Regions from separate parts of the Canis lupus genome. Here region 1 is linked to region 2. Evidence: chromatin contacts called from public Hi-C data. All regions are on one chromosome and are shown on one strand. The core of a region is the stretch at or near the end of the contact, and the rest is flanking DNA. Distances in the headings are between cores, read along the strand shown. Region 1 holds the start of RRS1 (ribosome biogenesis regulatory protein homolog). Region 2 holds the start of TRIM55 (tripartite motif-containing protein 55).

Region 1 (5,721 bases), core at 2,315-4,814, 230 kb before region 2:
CGTGAATCTGTCTCGGTCACTGCCCTGCAATGGCTGTCACTGCACGGGACAGGCAGGCACCGTCCTCTCCCGGCCTTATATCCTTAACGGTAAATAAGCCGGGTACCACCGCCTCGGTGCTCTGCGCGTGGTTGGGGCACGCCGCTACCACCCGACCCACCTGACCACGGCTCCGACGTGGAGCGGGCACGCGCAACGCTCTCCCCTTCCCCAAGGTAGGACACGTGGGGCCCGGGCGGGTCGCACCCAGCGGGGCTGCGCGGGCCCGGCGGCATCCTCCGGTCCCCCGCCCGCCCCCCGGCCCGCCGGCCCCGCACTCACGCTGCTCGCTGCAGTAGCCTCAGCAAGTGCGCGGCCCGGGCGCGGGCGGCCGCAGCCATGGCTGCGCAGTCTTCCTTCCAGGAGCCGCCCCTCCGCCCCCGCCGCCGGCCAATCCCGGCGCCGCCCTCCCGCCCCCGCCCACTCGGCCGAGCCTGCCCACCCCCTCTGCTGACTCTCCGGCCCCGGCGGTAGCCTTCTTTGAATCAGGACCATTTTCCCACGAGTCAAAATCTCATCCACCTCTGAAATTGCCGTAAAGGTAACTGCTCTGTAGGATCTTTGGTACTTCCTTAAGTCTCTCTACTTAAACGCCTTTATTTCACATGTTGGGTATAGGGCAAAGGGAGAGAAATGAGGGCTTTTCCCACTGATTCCTTTAAAATGCTACTTTGCCTTCCTATTTTCCAAATAAGTTATTAAGACATTGCATGTAAGCTGTTTTAATAATAAATAAGGACCTTGCAAAAAGCCCAGGGATTATTTTATACAGGGCCAGGGCTGTGTGCAACTGCTAAATCAAAAGTCTAAAACAAACAAAAAAAAAAACCCAGAAAACTCCCAAAACAGTAACAACGAAACACCCTGGGCAGTTGAGAACTTAAAATGTGTTAAGTGCTCTAGAATAGCTTTTGGTGAAGTTAAGGTACCGTTAAATGGTTTCATCAGTAGTCACCAACTTTTCATGATCACACTATACGGCTTAGCAGGGTCAAGTGTTCCACCTCACAGTGGGAGAGCTGATCAATGATGGCAAAGTTCAACTTCAACTTAATCACAAATTATCCTAACATAGTATCAATTTAACATCTGTGTTTATAGTAATATATGTAATTTGAATTAATCTTTTCTTCTATGGCAATTTCTAAAGACGACATAAAAGTGAGGCAACACTGAAAAAGGACAAAGTGAACTCCCAATTTAAATTTCCTATCAACTACAAGACCGAAAAAAACAGAGTGGCTCATGAGTCTCCCCTGGATTCTAGATGTACTATGAATCCTTTTCAGTAGGTACTGATTTACTAAGATCAATTAGGGAACGAGGCCCATAAAAGCTATAAACATTTGACCTCCTAATTAAACCAGTTAAGGTCAGTTTGACAAATGAATAAAAAATAACAGTGTTCCAGTTAAAGATCTGGTGGGTTTATCTCTTCTCAAAATAGATCCTACCTGAAGTTAAAAAAAAAAAAAAAATTGGGACATAAATGTTGAAAACATTTAAGTATTTTCTGGATTAATGAGGATTATTATCATTATTTAGTGAAGCCCAAATTTATAATTTACCATAAATGTTTTCACAGTAATAAAAAGCATAAAATCCTTTTTCAAAGAGACAGCAGTTGTACAGCACTTTCAATATTACATCTGTTACTTATTAGAAAAAACTCTTACTTCTTTTGGTATCACTGAAATCACCATAAATTACCCGCTTTATATTTTTTAGAAAGCAAATTAAAATAATGTTAATAAGGTATCCCCTGGCTTTACTTAGAATTTCTACCAATAGCCAAAATGTCAAAAGCGACATTAGATACACACTTTTATTAATTAAATAACTTTCATAAGAGTTACTTGTAAGTCATTTTAAATTGTAATCTTTCTGTCCCCTCCCCCTTGCTTTGATACACTCCTTTGTTATAAAAATAATGCAGAAATCAAATGTAAGTCTGAAAAACGACCAACTTTCCCTCAGTTTCCAAAGTCAAAAAGAAAAAAAAATACGTCTTTAAAAATAGAACTCATTCCCAGTTTCCACTGAATTCTTTCCTTGATTCTTAGGTCCTCAAATACATCCTTTAATCTCCAGCCAATTCTTGGTTGTGGGAAAAACATTACCTTGTAGAGTCCAGCATTTACATACTATTCTGGGGGGCGTGAGGAGGGCAGCCTATCCCTTCAACCTCAAGCTCAGTGAAGGCAGCACATCTTTTTCAACATTCCTGGCCTCCCAACCCAGTAACTAGAACTTAACATTTAGTACAGTTCTTCGTTTACAGACGGGTCCGAGGGTGAAAATTACTTTCTTCTTTTCCCTCCTTGGTGTTGCCCTCCTTTCCTCTTGCCGCCCAAACGAGGCGGCCCAGAGTTCATCTTGCCTCCCAAGCCCCCCTTTCTCTTCCCGGCCTGGCTGGGCGGGGCACCTTTCCTCTGGCCCCCAGGGCCCTGCCGGCCGCCTTTTCTCTTGCCCTTCTGGCTCATTTTCCTCCTCTTTGCAGCCTCCTCTTGGTCCTCTTCCCTCATCTGTTTATTGGTGGCCCTCGTCACGTCCAGCTGAGGTTTTTTGCTGTTCATCACCCGCAGCATCTCCAACTGGCTCTTCTTCTCAGCTGCAAAGTCCCCGAAAAGGGGCTGAAACTTCCTCTTCTTGCCGGAGCTGCGGGGCGCCTTCTCCTTGGGCAAGCGCTCCTGGAAACGCCCCACAGAGGCGGTGGAGACCTTGGCCACCTGCATGGCGCGGCCCAATTCCTCCTTACTCTGGTGTCCCGTAGGGTGCATGCCGGCCGCACTGGGCAGCTGCATCTTGTGCGCGCGAGCCAGGTTACGCAGCCGGTTCAGCTCATTCTTAGCCACGCGTTCCTTCTTGGCTTGGATCCGCTTGGCGAACTGGTCCTCTAAGGGGTCGGCACCGCCGGGCACCTCGATCAACCATTCCTTGGTGTCATCCCGAGCGCGCTGGTAGCCCCAGCGGCGTCGCCATTGGCCACTCACCTCGTCCCACACCAGATTGGTCTTCTTCTTGGGACGGATGCCCTTGAGCCGCGCGAACTGCTGCCAGCGTGTAAGCGGCCGCGGCCGGGGCACCGGCTTCTCGCGCGGCAGGCGCGTGGTGGGCTCCGGCAGGCGTGCCACCAGCGCCTCCTCCACGCGCTCCGTGGGCAGCTGCCACAGCTGGTTGATGAGCAGTTGCGTGTTGTCCCGCGCCAGGGCCTGCAGCTCCGCCTCCGGCGAGGGTCCCGCGCGCCGCAGCCCCGCTGGGGGGTTCGGGTCAGAGGCCAGCAGGTTACCCAGGTCGAACTCCAGCTCCAGCTCCTTGTGCACCGTGATGCGCTGCAGCTTCTCTGCCTCGTCCCGCTCCGCCTTTGCCAGCAGCTCCTCCACGCTCGGGCCCTCCATGGCTCGGCCTCGGCTCCCTCGCTCCGGGAAAGCACTTCAGAGCCCCTCTTGCCAACGCCGGCTCTCGCCCCGGCAACGCAAGCACGTGCGGCCGCCGAGACGCTCGTTGCGGAAGAGAAAGCTTCGCTTCCGGGGCACCCGGAACAGGCTCCCAGTCCCGGCAAGCCGAGGAAAGGCCGGCAGAGAGCGGTGTTGGAGAGCAGATGGGATTCCCGGAGGCCCTTCGGCGGGAGCCCGGAGGTAGGCGGTGCTGGCCCAGGAGTCTGGACTACATTTTCCAGGGCTAACTGGGGCTGTGGCTCCCAGGATGCAGCGGCGTAAGGGGCGGTGCAAATTTTGGACGTCGAGTTCGAGGGCTCCGCGAGCGACTGCTAACAATTTCAGTGTAAAATCAGTTCACGAGATGTTTTCGCTTCTGGGACTAGATAAATTATATTTTACCCGAGCCCAGACCCGTTCATGGGGGGTGGGGGTGGGGGTGGGGGTGCGGGGAGTCCTAGGTGTGGGCCGAGAGACACGTCCCACAACTGCACATAAAGCTAACTGTGGAAGATTTGGTTTGTTTTCCAGGCGAACGGGCCCTGGCAATTAGATTTCATCCTCTCCAGGCTTGTGGCAAAAGAGCGCTGGGCTCTGCAGTGAGACTGCGCGAGTTCCAACCCTGCTGTTGGACCTTCGGGTATTTGGGCCTATTTTTAAAAACCTGTAAGATGTGGTGGTAATAGCACTTACCTCTTAGGGCTGTTTCAAGGATAAATGAGTTAATATGTCTCTGGGGGAGCTTGGTATGGAACATAAGAGGGCGCAACAAATGTTAACGAAATACCAATTATTACTCTTTCTAATCGCTCTGGGAGTAGGCTAAAGAGGCAGTGTTATACGGTGATCATACACCCGGTTCTTGGGTCAGATGACCTAGAATCTCGTTTTACAGGACCTGCTTTGGACAGATTGTTTAACCTAAGCCCAACTCATGAGTGGAAAATATGAAACATTAGTTCCCGGTATGTTAGCCGTTGTTAATCACGGTATTCCACTGATGGCAAAGGAAGGCTCAGAGAAGGAAAATGACTTATCTAAGGTTATACAACTGGGAAACGTGGGAGCAGGAATGATCTTAACTCTGGCTTTAACACGATTGACATATTCTCTGCAATGTTTTCAGGCTCTTGATACATAAAATGTGTGGTCTGTTGCCCAGCAGCCTAGCATCACCTGAGAAGTTGTTGGAATTGCAGAGTCTCTGGCCTCAACCCAGGCGCAATGGTTCAGAACCTTCATTTTAACAAAATCTCTGGGTAATGAGTATGTACACCACGTTTAGGAGGCACAGTGCTGATTGTGTGGCTTACAGGTTTGGTTTTGTTTTTTTAATGGGAAGTTAGGAGTTGTAAAGAGGGGGTTATGCTGGAAAATTAGCCCATGGAAATGGACATAATAGCTCTTAGGAAATAGATTGTGTCGAGTTTCAGCTAGAGGGGGCATTAGGCGTAGTCCCATCTACCATACCTCCCCCCTGACTTTGGTTTCTGTAGCTCACTATCTTTCCTCAGCTTCCCTTTGTTCATTCACTCATCATGCATTTAGTGAGCACATTTTGTGCATCAGACAGTATGCTGCAACCTTTTTGCCTCTTTTCTAAAAGTATTTTAGGTGGCAGTTACGAATAGAGCTGCTATAAACAAACAAAAAGTGTTTTAGGATTTGCATGTTTTTTTCTACCTTTGTCTTAACACTCAGCACCAAGTCTTTAATACCATTCATGTTGTGGGGTCAAGGCCAGGCCAAAGGCCATATTAGGTAACTGCCTTGAACCTAGCCTTGACCCTTAAAAGGTTTTGTGATTTACCTAGGAGAGTGTTACAGACATTGATGTGGCTGTTCTGGACTTGGCTTAGTTTCTGATTCATTCACTCATTCTTTCAACAAACATGTGAATGATTGCCATATTCCAGACACTAGACATGAAGATTATTGAGATTGTGTGGAACAGTAGAGAAGAAGGAAAGGTTAAGAGAAATTTGCACTTGGGCTTTTAATAGGAAGGTCACGTTTGTAGGATTTTAGTTCCTCTGTCAATCTTCAGAGTTCGGGGAGAAAAAGAGCAAATGTCAACAGGTGTCCAAAGAACAAATGTTAACAGGTGTTAAATGGTAAACAGCGAGTTCTCACTGTATGAAATGCTATTTGGTTTGAATTATATATGTCAGCTCTTTTTGAACTCTAATTGTTTTATACTGAATAGTTTTTTTCAGTCCAGGTCAGTTTTAATTTCCTTATGATG
Region 2 (5,968 bases), core at 810-3,309:
AATAGCCATAATGATTATAATAATTATATGTTAGATTTATAGAACAGCTTTCCTTCTAAGACTGCAAGGCTCTTAGAGCCCTGCAGATGTTCCATAAATACATGTCTCCTAATAAGAATCACAATGAGCTCATTTCCAGATGGTCTCAATATTGCTATCAAGCTCTGTGGATTGGACCGACCTGTGTATAATTGAGAAAGGGCTCTTCACACCACGCCTTCTAGGAATGAACTCCTGCAGTGTTTGTTGTCTCTAGGAAAGGAACTCTATAGCCAATGTGATATAATGAGGAAGAAGCCTTTTTTTTTCTTTTTTTTAGTGAATGGATGCACGTATTGAGTATCAATCAATCAACAGGTGAGTGCTAAGAGTGTGAGGCAAATACAATCTAGAGACTAGAAAAACCTGAGTGCCATCTCTCCCCACCCCCCGGCCCCCAGGTCTCTAAACTTTAACTTGCTAAAGGACAGGACTCTGCATTGCTTTGCAACTTCCATACCATGACTAACTATATTTTGTTTTTAATAGGATCATCTAGACAATTTTCAGGTGAGATTGTCCAAACTAGGAACTGGACTTTTTTTGGAAAATGCCATTTTTATTAGTTTTCTTTAAAGTTTTGTACTGTAAGTTTTCTACTGCATAGAATCTGGAGCTACAAAGGACCTGTGGAAAAGTGAAGAGATGTCTAAAACATACATTATTACAAGGCTTAGAGGGGTGGAATGCATCATGCCTCTTTCAGTATTACTGAATGGATTAGTGTTAATGAATTACTTCATTATTGAGTTGATATAAAGTCTTGGGCACCAGCTCCCTTCCCCTTCTGTAAGCAATTCTCTCATTGGGAAGGCCTCACTTAGAAAACATTTTCCTATAAAACAATGTCTGTGATTGGCAAACAAGCATTTGGCATATTAATCCATTAGAACAAACAAACAAATAGGCAAAAGCAAGCTTCAAATGGGTTTGCCACATGGAGGAACAGTACCTGGTGGATTCCTGCTTGTAGATGTCAATGATATTTTCCACCAGCAGGTTCCTCTGAAGGCCATATATCCCATGTCTGTCCAGGACCACTTCGTGTCTACAGGATGGGCAGCGAAATCGGCCCCCTGATGCCACAGTGGTGCCTCCTCTTGTGGGCAAATACGGGTTAGAAGCCTGTTCTTGCCAAGCAAGGAAAGAGGAATTGAGTAATGCCACAGATAGCTTTTTCTGAGACTTCTTCTCACTCTTGGTTACTACAAACAACATCAACTTCTACTTTAAGCTGGCCATAAGAGAATCCCTTAGGGCCTTATCAGCAAGAGGTCCTAAAATACAGGACTTACCCACAGTCAAATGTACCATTTTCAGCACGAGGCAGTTTTCCATCCAATGTTTTCACAACCAAAAGTTCCAGCCAGAAACTCCAACATGAATGTCTTGGGCAGCAATTCATTTACAATTTGAAGCAGATTCAATGAACTGAGTTTTGTTTGTTTTTTTAAACAAATATGATTCTTAGTATTTAAGTAAAACTAGATTTGGGAGTAAGGAGGAGGCAGGCAACAAAGCACAAAGCAAATCATTTTAAAAAAAAAAGTTTTTCTTGAAAATGAATGTAGCCTTATGAAGTTTTCTAGAAGAATTCACCTAAAAGTTTAGCACTTGATTCAGAGAAAAGAGACTCTGTTTTTACCCCTTAAATTCCAAACAAACCTACCTGGAAAATATCACTGGCACATTTCCTACACAGGTTATGCTGACAGGGGAGAATAACCACAGGTTTCGTGAACATCTCTAAGCAGATAGGACAGATGAGTTGCTTCTCCAAGTTATCCATGGTCTGCTGCTCTTTAGAAAAAGACTTATAATTCAAAGATGCGCTCATCTCCCGGCCGTCCCCTTGTGCGCTGCCAGGGAAAGGGTGCTCCGGATGGTTCTGCAAGCGTTTCCTGGAAATAATTCCAAGGATTGGGTGATCAAGTGTCCTTTATGGTTTTTTCGGTGGAAGACATTGTTTCAGGCCCAGGTTCACAGGGGGAGCCGGAGCTGTTTTTAGCAGTGGTGGTGGGGGGGGGGGGGGGTCACGTGACAGCGGGCTGACTTGTCCATATAAGCCAGTGACAGGAGGACGGATTCTGACAGGTGACAGGGAACAGGAGCCAACATTCCTGCCCCAGGGAGTGAAGAGAGTGGGTGGGAAGAAGGATTACAAACCCCATTTAGACAGGGTTGTGAGGAGAGGGAGTTTGAAGCTGACAGTTGTCACAACAAATGCAAATGTGCATGCCTAGTCACTGAGCCATGCCCTCTGTGAGCGCTCAGTAAGAACGCGGTGACGGATTTCTCCAGGACTGGAGAGAACATAGCCCAAGAATCTAACTGGATGATGAATGCCATTTCTGTCCTGAGAGTTTAGGCAGCAAGGGACCCAAAGTAGCATGATCGTACTGTCTTAAGTGAAAACCAACAAAATTTGTCCTGAAAATCATTCTCCTGGCTTTACAAAGGCAATCATCTAAAAAGACTTGCTTGACATTGATTTTTTCATCTTTGCTAAGAGTTATGGTCTAAGAAAAATTCCAGTTTAACCACTGATTTCAACCCCTTTCACCATAAGAGTATCTATGAAAAAAAATCCAAACACTGGTTGATGATCCCATTAAAAAAAAAAAAAAGTTGTGAATAAAATTCTAGTACTTTTTTCTTCTGCATCATTCTCCCTCCTCCTTAACCCCCTCTTTCATCCTGTACACCTACAACCCCCTCCTCACACCAAAAACACAAAGAAAACTTGGCAATCTTTTAAAGTTTAAATTTAGTTTGCAGCAATAATCAATAATGAAGTAATAACTGGCATGTGGGGTAGCAGACCCATTATTTCATTTTTCCATAAAGTGGGAACAGATGTCAGTGCTATTGCCAACTGAAGTGAAAATGCTTCCATACCTGGGTTTTAACTGGTCTGAAATACTACTACACCTCTTTTCATTTGCCTCCTTCTCCAAGTGGATTTTTCAAATGATAGTTTCCCTGGTCATTTCTAATATTCTTGGTCTGCTCTTGAGTCATAAATAGAAATCCTGATATTTGCCAGGATTTTGTGAAAGAACTGTTTTATCAATATATAGTTATTTAAAAATTAAAAATAAGATAAAAAATGAAAAAGAGATACATATACGTTTATATGAGATGAATGTGAAGGTCTGTTTATCCTTGATCTAAAAATATTCAAAGAGTGAACACATTTTGTCAATATATCACCAGTGTGTACTTAGTCACCAGTAAAGAGTAGGCCAGTGTGACTGGTTATCTATGGTCTCATTGCTGTGTGCAGTGAGAGCTTATTGAGAATCTAATAAGCTCTATTAACTAATAATAAGTTACATGTATTCATAAACATTTCAGGCATCTTAGGAGAGAATCTTGTTATTCCTTTCAATATCTATTTAGCAACTCCAATAAAAAAGGGAATTGGTGACACTTTTTTTTTTACTGAGTTAATACAGTTCACCTAGTATAGGCAGGTGAATGCAGGATGTGAGTTATTTTCTAGGAAAGATAAAGATTCTACAGTAAAAGACTCTTCAATCTAAGGAAAAGCACTTTAATAATGTACAATGTAGCTGAGCCTATGCTTATTAAAGGAATTCATTCTTTCAAAAAATACTCATTGACTGTTCATTATGTGTCCCCACTGTGATTAGCCCTGTAGATTGAAAGACAAGCGTAGTTCTGTGGATTGAGCTCAAGGAGCTCAGTTTAACAGCAGAAACAAGACATTTATATACAGAACCATAGCACAAAACAAAATGTGATAAAGAGCTACAGAATTTCAGAGTTGGGATACTCAGGAGGGGTTCATGGGTGGGTGGTATTTGTACTGATCCACTGAGAATTTAGATGAATGGATGTAGAGTTAGGTGGGGGGCATAGTTGGGGTTTTCCAAGGGAAGGTACCAAGCAAAGACAGTAAGGCACAGGAGTGTGGAGTGCGGGGAATGCTCAGAGCATGTGATGCTTTGGGCTGGAGTGCAGAGCATGCTGCTGGCACATTGGCAGGACACAAATATTGGGCTACAGAGTTTTTAACACTTAATAAATTAGGCAACAGGAAGTTGTTGAAAGTTTCTCACAGAAATGTTTCCATGAGAGCTGTGCATTAGTTAGATTAGTCTCACAGTGGTGGTTGGGATAAATTAGAGTGCAGGTGACCTAGATAAAGACCAGATGGGAGGTTGTTGCCAATAGTCTAGGTTAGGGGTCATGATGCCCTGGCACTGGGCAATGGCAGTGGGGAAGGAAAGGAGGAAAGGGACTCTGAGGCTGTGAATTAGAATCCACAGGGGTGACTCAGATGCTCTGAGTCTGAGCAACCATCAATGATGCAGTGAGAGCTGCACAGTGAGTCAGGAGACAGTCCTTCTAATCCACCTTCTATGTCTATCTCGCTTTGTGGTCTTGGGAAACTGACCTCAACCTAGCTGAATTTCAATTTTTTTTAATCTGTGAGTCAGTGGTATTCATAACCTAGCTTAACAATATTTGTAGGGAAAAAAGAAAAACCTTTGAAATATTAATTTTGACATTGATAGTCTTCAATTCAATTATTTGATGTAAAGTTGATCCCTATCCTGTCCTCTGTTTTTCTTTCTTGCTTTATACTTTTTCTTAGAACTGCCGCTAGGAGGTGACCCAGCAAACTAGCAAGAAATTCACAGGACTAAAAGTCAAGTTGATGGGTTATTATCACTTTCCCCCTCTATACTCTTTTCTCCATTCTCTGCTCCTCCCCACTCTCAGAGACCAGCAGTCCATGGGGTGAGCATGTGAACGGAGAGTGAGACATGGAAGTAGCACTCTGCTCTAGGGAAAAACAAGAAAATTTTAGTCTGCTCCCAAATCATTCACAGAGTCTGAAAGATAGGGAAAGTCTGAAACTGCATCAGATTTGCAATCAACGTGAAGACTCTGGGATTTGGAGTGGATTTGCACCTCCACAGAGACATAAAAACCAGATTAGTCTCCTGAAGGTATCCTGGACTGTACAGGAGTGATGCACAACTTTCTCCCCTTCTCAAACTCCCACCCCACAATTAGAACAGGAGATTGAAACCAATTGGGGACAATTACATGGGGAGTTGGTTTAGTTGGAAGCCCCAATTGTCCCCCATTCCTAAGTCCTACCAAACTAGGGCAACGGTATGTTTACACACATTGAGAAGCTGAAACAAAACCAAATCTGCTCTTACTTCCTGAAGGACCAGCAGTTTCCAAATCCCCCAGATAAGTCAGGGGAAGCAAGATAGGTCATTAAGAACCTGACTATATGCCCAACAGCAGACTTGGAATTAAGGCATGATAGCAGAAAGAAAAGACTTTTGACCTCTTTCAACATCTAGCTACCAGGCCAAATGGACCCAGACTTCAGGAGACAGAGAATAAGAGTGAAATGTGGATTTCAGTGTGTTCTCCCCGGTAAGGAAAAAAAGGGGTTCTAAAATCTGTTCTTTTTAGTACTATAGTTGACCCTTGAACAATAACATATATGGATTTATTTTGTAGCACAGTACTATAAGTGTACTTTCTCTTCTTTATAATTTTCTTAATAACATTTTCTTTAATCTAGCTTACTTCATTGTAAGAATATAGTATATAATACATACAACAGAAAATATGTTTATTTATTATTTATGTTATCAGTAAGGCTTCTGGGCAACAGTAGGATATTAGTAGTTAAATTTTGGAGGAGTCAAAAATTATATACAGATTTTCAACTTGCATGGGGATTAGCATCCCTAACCTCCACATTGTTCAAGGACCAACTGTGTACTGCCACAACAAATATAATAAATACGTATAGAGTACTAATCACTTCTTACAATAGGCATTATCATTTCCATTGAGCCAACTGTAGCTCAGCAAAGTAGTTGCTCAGTAATATGGCTGCTAGTTATGAAGCAGATTCAGAGACACATCT

The links. A called contact is a pair of places that touch in the nucleus more often than the background predicts.
Region 1: a Hi-C map of skin fibroblasts shows a contact between it and region 2, with 3 times the contacts expected there. The contact joins the promoter of RRS1 here to the promoter of TRIM55 in region 2. A contact is called at or near these places in 3 of 9 Hi-C or Micro-C datasets (amygdala, blood and skin fibroblasts).

The regions. Positions count from the first base shown.
Region 1 is chr29:16,480,419-16,486,139 of UU_Cfam_GSD_1.0, reverse strand. It overlaps RRS1 (ribosome biogenesis regulatory protein homolog), which reads right to left and starts at 3,564. Exons shown (of 1, transcript XM_038579420.1): 1 at 1,839-3,564. The coding sequence starts at 3,437. The coding sequence ends at 2,340. ADHFE1 (hydroxyacid-oxoacid transhydrogenase, mitochondrial) reads right to left here and starts at 107. Exons shown (of 14, transcript XM_038579423.1): 1 at 1-107.
Region 2 is chr29:16,248,821-16,254,788 of UU_Cfam_GSD_1.0, reverse strand. TRIM55 (tripartite motif-containing protein 55) reads right to left here and starts at 2,059. Exons shown (of 11, transcript XM_038579415.1): 1 at 1,709-2,059; 2 at 992-1,164. The coding sequence starts at 1,876.